Regions from separate parts of the Zea mays genome. Here region 2 is linked to region 1. A link is a contact called in public Hi-C data. All regions are on one chromosome and are shown on one strand. Each heading gives the region's core, a stretch centred on a gene start, on an enhancer-like site or on the middle of the called end of the contact. The rest is flanking DNA. Distances are from core to core; before and after follow the strand shown.

Evidence for each region. A called contact is a pair of places that touch in the nucleus more often than the background predicts.
Region 2: a contact with region 1 is called in a Hi-C map of ear, with 2.5 times the contacts expected there. The contact joins the promoter of LOC100284631 here to the promoter of LOC109940910 in region 1. A contact is called at or near these places in 3 of 25 Hi-C or Micro-C datasets (ear, leaf and tassel).

What each region holds. Positions count from the first base shown.
Region 1 is chr7:132,608,527-132,611,226 of Zm-B73-REFERENCE-NAM-5.0, reverse strand. LOC109940910 (rho GTPase-activating protein 7) reads right to left here and starts at 1,274. Exons shown (of 7, transcript XM_020541276.1): 1 at 851-1,274; 2 at 227-349; 3 at 31-147. The coding sequence starts at 937.
Region 2 is chr7:132,919,019-132,921,718 of Zm-B73-REFERENCE-NAM-5.0, reverse strand. It overlaps LOC100284631, which reads right to left and starts at 1,435. Exons shown (of 2, transcript NM_001157526.2): 1 at 1,096-1,435; 2 at 274-982. The coding sequence starts at 1,281. The coding sequence ends at 485. It overlaps LOC100283312 (carbonic anhydrase), which reads left to right. Exons shown (of 8, transcript NM_001412487.1): 8 at 1-366.

The DNA of each region.
Region 1 (2,700 bases), core at 25-2,524:
AGAACAGGATGCGGTTGAGGTGCCGCTAACCTGAGACGGCAGGTACGGCGGCAGGCGAGGTAGGGCGCCGAGCGGCCGCGTGAACGCCCGCTCCAGCGCACGGTGGACGTTCTCCTCGTGCCGCAGCTTCTTCTTCAGCTTATCCACCTGGAATTCAGCGCCGTCAAGCAAGCGTCAGAACGAGCTACAGGAAGCAACTGAATCCGACAAATCGAAGTTCAACGACATCTTGCTGTAGCGCGAGCTTTCGCTCTCTCCTCGACTGGATCCTGTTCATGGTGCCCCTGGTACCGGCGTTGCCCGATCCCTTCACCGGCGTCACGGTCTTCCTCGGATCCGTCTCCGTCACCTGAACACAAAAACCATCATTGAAGGAGAAAAGAGATGCCTCATTGAGCTGAGAGAGAAAGGTTACTAACGGAAGCAAAGCACAGATTCCTCTGCTCCGCTCTGAAAGATAAGGCTCAAAGGGAAACTAAAGGAAAATATGGGGCTGGGGGAGTCAGTGCGAGTAGCTCTCAGAAATGGCAGAGCCCTGAGGCCAAAGAACCCGCGTCGAGATCTTGTCATAGACGCCACCAGGTCATCGACCATTCTTTGCTCGCAAGAACACTAGATGGCACTGCTCATGAGTTCATCGTCGTACTCTTGCCACATTAATTACTTCGTCGTACAAAATATGGATACCGCAACAAATTGCTGGCGATCGAGGAACACGGAAATTGGTGGCGCAAACCGAGAAATCACCGCACAATGTCACCTGCTTGACGCTCAACTCAACGAAATGTATCCAATTCCTCTACAAACAGCATGCAAAAAAAAAAATCGGAGAGATTGAAGAAGCACGTACTCTGCTGTCGCTCTTCGGGGGCGCTTTCGCACCGCGCGCCGCCGCCGGCCTCCGAGACCGGGCATTCATCTGTGGTGCCGTATGCATCAAAGCAAGACAGTGCGCCTAGAAAAGGAGAGCAGAGGGTTGGCAAGTGATCGCCTCGGCAGCCTGGCAGCCTGCACCTCAGCCAGCCAGGCTGCTATGGCTGGCGATGCCACTCCGACGCCATTAAAGATTCCTCGTGAGCTCAGAGGTGTGGTAGGATCGCACCAAGGTGCGCTCCAGCTACTGCAGGCGATTCAGCGGTGCGTTTGATTGGGGTTGGGAGTAGGAGAGAGGCGTCTGTGGGAACAGAGGCTGCGGCGGCGGTGATGGCGGTGCGCAGGTTTCCTTGGGTAGTATGGCGGAATTGGTCTCGGGTTGTAGTTGTAGCTATCGCGGCCGGCGGCGGTGCCGTTGTATATATACGGCGAGTTGTGGTAACATGAAATGGCAGTCACCCTTTCGCCTTCAACTTCAACTAGCGAAGTGCCTATTTACGGTCTCTATTTATACTTAAATGTAAAAAATAAAACATAAAAATACATAGAGAACACGATAACGGTAGAAACCGTGGAACCAAAAAGTTTGAATGTAATAGAGATTAAATCCAACAAACATCGTTTACCTCTAGTAATAACCATAATTTTTTACCACCTTTGTTAAGATTTTACGTTTCTCGAAGGACCGGCAAATTCAAGAACCTTTCCATGTCCTTTTTAGTTGGTAAAAACAGAAAATTTTGTTAGTGAAAAAAATAATGCCTGACATATCTTTAATTAGATATCTAAATATAATAAGGGGTAATTATGATTATACCTTTCTACCTTGTAATTGTGACTTTATCCCTTATTTTTTAACTTTGTAGTTCAACCTCTCCATTTTAAAAACGAAGCCGCTGTGCCCCTCCCCATAACAACGTTAGTGAAAATCAGAACTAGTAATTAAAAAATAAAAAATTAGGGTAAAATCACAAATATAAGGTAAAAGAAGAGTATAATCACAGTTAACCATGAAAATTTCTACAATATTATTAGAGTTAATTGTTTCTGAAATAAAATATAAAAATGAAAATGAGAGATATGTTTTTTCCTAACGATTCCGTCCATTTTTTCATCCCTACTCACGTCTAGACATCTAGTATAGTGACAGATAATTGAAATATCCAGCGGCGGACTACCCTTGGCCATAGCCGTGAAGTCGTGAACCCTTCAGGCAGCCTCCGAGCCTCGTCCCATGTTTAGTTTTCCGTATCGGCTGAGGAGAAAGAATGATGACATACATCGATATGTGGACTCTACCCAAAGACAATAGACAAAGGCCATACCAATGAAAATGCTTACGTATGACTCGAGAGCTACTACATTAACCAAATATATAGTTTTTTTTATAGATTCACAGTGAAACAGCTCTAAGATTAATTATATATATATCTAAATTTATTTGTTACCATTGCAAAACTCTACTGACACGGCCTAAATACTGTAGCAACTACGCAAACAGCTGCAGCCATGGTCCACTGATCGCTTCTTTTTCTACCGGTGATAGGATTTGTCAGGCCGACGCAACACTGTCCGCGGATCAATTTCGCTTTTCTACCGTCTGGGCCCAGCGGGACCCAGGCACCTGTCGTCCAGAGAGGCCGGTGGATGGGCCCGTGCCGCGCAGCTAATTACACTAGGCGTCTTGAGCCCGGAGGCCGGCCGGGGACGGGGGACCTCAGGAGGGGCTGGCTCATCGAGTCATCCAGCTTTCGGGGACGGATGCGTGATGGTACGTACATCTTCGATCGCCTTCCGCTCGTTCATGACTGCTAGCCTACCGGTTTG
Region 2 (2,700 bases), core at 186-2,685, 310 kb before region 1:
TTTGATACAGGAACTTTTTGATACTGTAGAAGCACAATACCACAATGGAGTGAGGTGCAACGCGCGATGGACAATATGGTTGCAAGGTGAAAGTCTGTGGAACTGCCGGGGGCAAAGTGAATTTTATCCAACTATCTGTAATATGTGTGCTGTTTTCCGGTTGAAACTATTAAGAAAAAAATAGGAATAAGCTGCAGGATCGGTCGTAATGCGTGTAATTGTCGCCACATTTGGCATTACCTTGCTATTGTAACATTTGTACCATTTGTTGTATCATTATAACTGAGATATATACGGTCTCGTCAAATTTGCTTGGTGACAATGTTGTTTGTTTGGAATGGAAGGGTCGGCAATGGAAATTCCGTGATATTCTCACATGTAAAAAGGTATGAGTAGCACCGTAGCACACATGCCAGAGTCCTTCCCTTTCCCTTCTGTCTCCAATCAGTCACCCGCTTCGACAGCGCCACTGCCCACTGTCCTACTAAACCCTGGCGAGGTGCGCCGAGAAGCGCTGCCTCTTGTAGCAGCACTCGGCGCCGAGCATGTCCTCCCGGCTGAGCAGCACGGCCCGGAGCGCCGCCTGCAGCGCTGGGCGCGACGACGTGCCCGCGTCGTCGCCGTTGTGCTGCCCGCCGACGTCCAGCTCCAGGACGCTCCGCGTCCGCCCACCGACGGTGGCTATCTCGGCGCGCACGGCCCTGGCGCTGACGGAGCGCACGGCGCGGCCCAGCTCGGACATGAGCCCCGGGCGGTCGGCGCAGCACACCCACGCCCTGACGCGCCTGGCGCTGGCGGCGGCCGCCCTCTCCCTCTCCCCGCCGCCGTGGTGGCAGAAGCAGCGCTGCTGGCCCTCCTCGACGCCGACCTCGTCGCCTTCCCCTGGGACGGCCACGGCCGCGCCCGCCGCCGCCGCGTCCGCCTCGCCCCGCAGCTCCCGCACGTGCCGCACTACCTCCCCGAGCAGCGCCGCCTTGTCCATCTGCATGGTTCGCGCACACGTACGTGACCGTGTTTCGATCGTTACCCGCGGCGCATGCATGCCGCTTGCGTTGGCTCTGGAGAGTGGAGAGCAAGGACGCCGGTTGGTCTTACCCGCGACGCGGCAGGGAGGAGCGTGCGCAGCGTGGCGAGGTGGGCGTTGATGCGCTGCCGCCGCTTCCGCTCCGCCTCGCTGTGGCTTCTGCTCGTCCCACCGCTCCGCGTCGTCGCTGCCGGCGGTGAGGACTCCCTGTCCATCGCCACATCCGCTGTTTCGTCATCACTCCCGACAGGAACCATCATCGTACGTGTTGCTCGAGCGAGCCTGAGCAGTTTTGTTTGTTTTTTGTTTTGAAAAGGAAAAGGAGGCGGGAAGCCGGTGGCTCGAGTCCTACGTGCGAACACGGCAACAAGCTAGCTCACACACGTCGGTCTGGGTCTGGCTGCCGTTTGCGGGTGGGGATGGATGGATCGATCTGTTAAATAAGGAGGCCCGCGGCTGCCGACACGGCCTGGGTGCGACTGCGAGCCGCGGCGCAGGCACACGGGAGCGGCCGGCAAGCGGCTGTGTTGGCGCATCGGTCTGCGGCGCGGTCGGGTCGGGAGGAGAAAAGTTGCATGCGGTCTCCGTCGGTTTGACGACTTTTTTTTCTCTCGCTGGACGAAAGGCGATCGGCCGGCGCGGTACCCGGCACCGGCAGCGGCTTCACGTCTGTCGCCGAGGCGAGCAAACGACTGGGGGTGATCTGAACTCTGAGGCGTGGTTTGCCGGAGGCAGCGCAGTGAAAAAAGAAGAAGAAGCGTCGGCCGACACGGCGCTGCACCGCGACGGTTGCTGCTTTGCTTTTCCTTAACCGTCTTCTGATAAAGTGTCGGTTATGGGGGGCAGACGTACCAGTGTACTACTACTTACCCTAACCTGCACGTTCGGTCCTATGCATCTTTATTCTTTCCTGTTATTTGCCGTCTGTCCATCCATTCGTACGGCACAGACAAGTTACCACTTGCCGACGCATCAAGAACTTCTCGAGCTTACTGAGTTTTAATAAAAGTATCTGTTTTGGCTATCGCAGATGACCTACCGATCAGTGGCTACTGTTCTGCTGGCCTGGCTTGCGTGCGCTGCGAACGCCCAAGTACTGCTGCAGGAAAACGGGCCCCCGTCCAAGAGCGAGCAGCACACTGCCTTGGCCTTTGGCGTCGTAAATCCCCCCCAACAGTGGTCAAAACTCCTCGAACGCTCTTGTCGTTGCTTCCCAGGACCCACAGTAAAATGTCGAGCCCAGCTTTTTCACCCTGGCCGGCAAAACGATCAACACACACAAAAAAGCGATGAGGTGTGGACGACAAGAGATGACCACTCCAAACAACGAGCGCGCGCCCCCGCTTTTTAGGTTTTACAGAAAGCGAGCGGCCGGGCGAGCCAGCCGATCGAGTAACAAAACGTGAGGTGAAAAGTTTGGTTACCACACCACGCCGACGCCGGTGCAACCACCGAACCCCGTCATGATATGCACAGCGTGGCCTCACGTCTCTCCGGTGGCCTTTGCCGGGGTCCGGGCATCGTCGGGCGACGGGCGGGCATCATGCGTGGAAGCTGGCATGGACCTGCACGTACGTGCGTGAGGAGGGGGGACACGGACGCCTGGCCTTCGATCCCTTCTAGGGTTGAAAACGGACGGAAAAAATCCCGTACCGACCCGTACCGTTTTCTACATT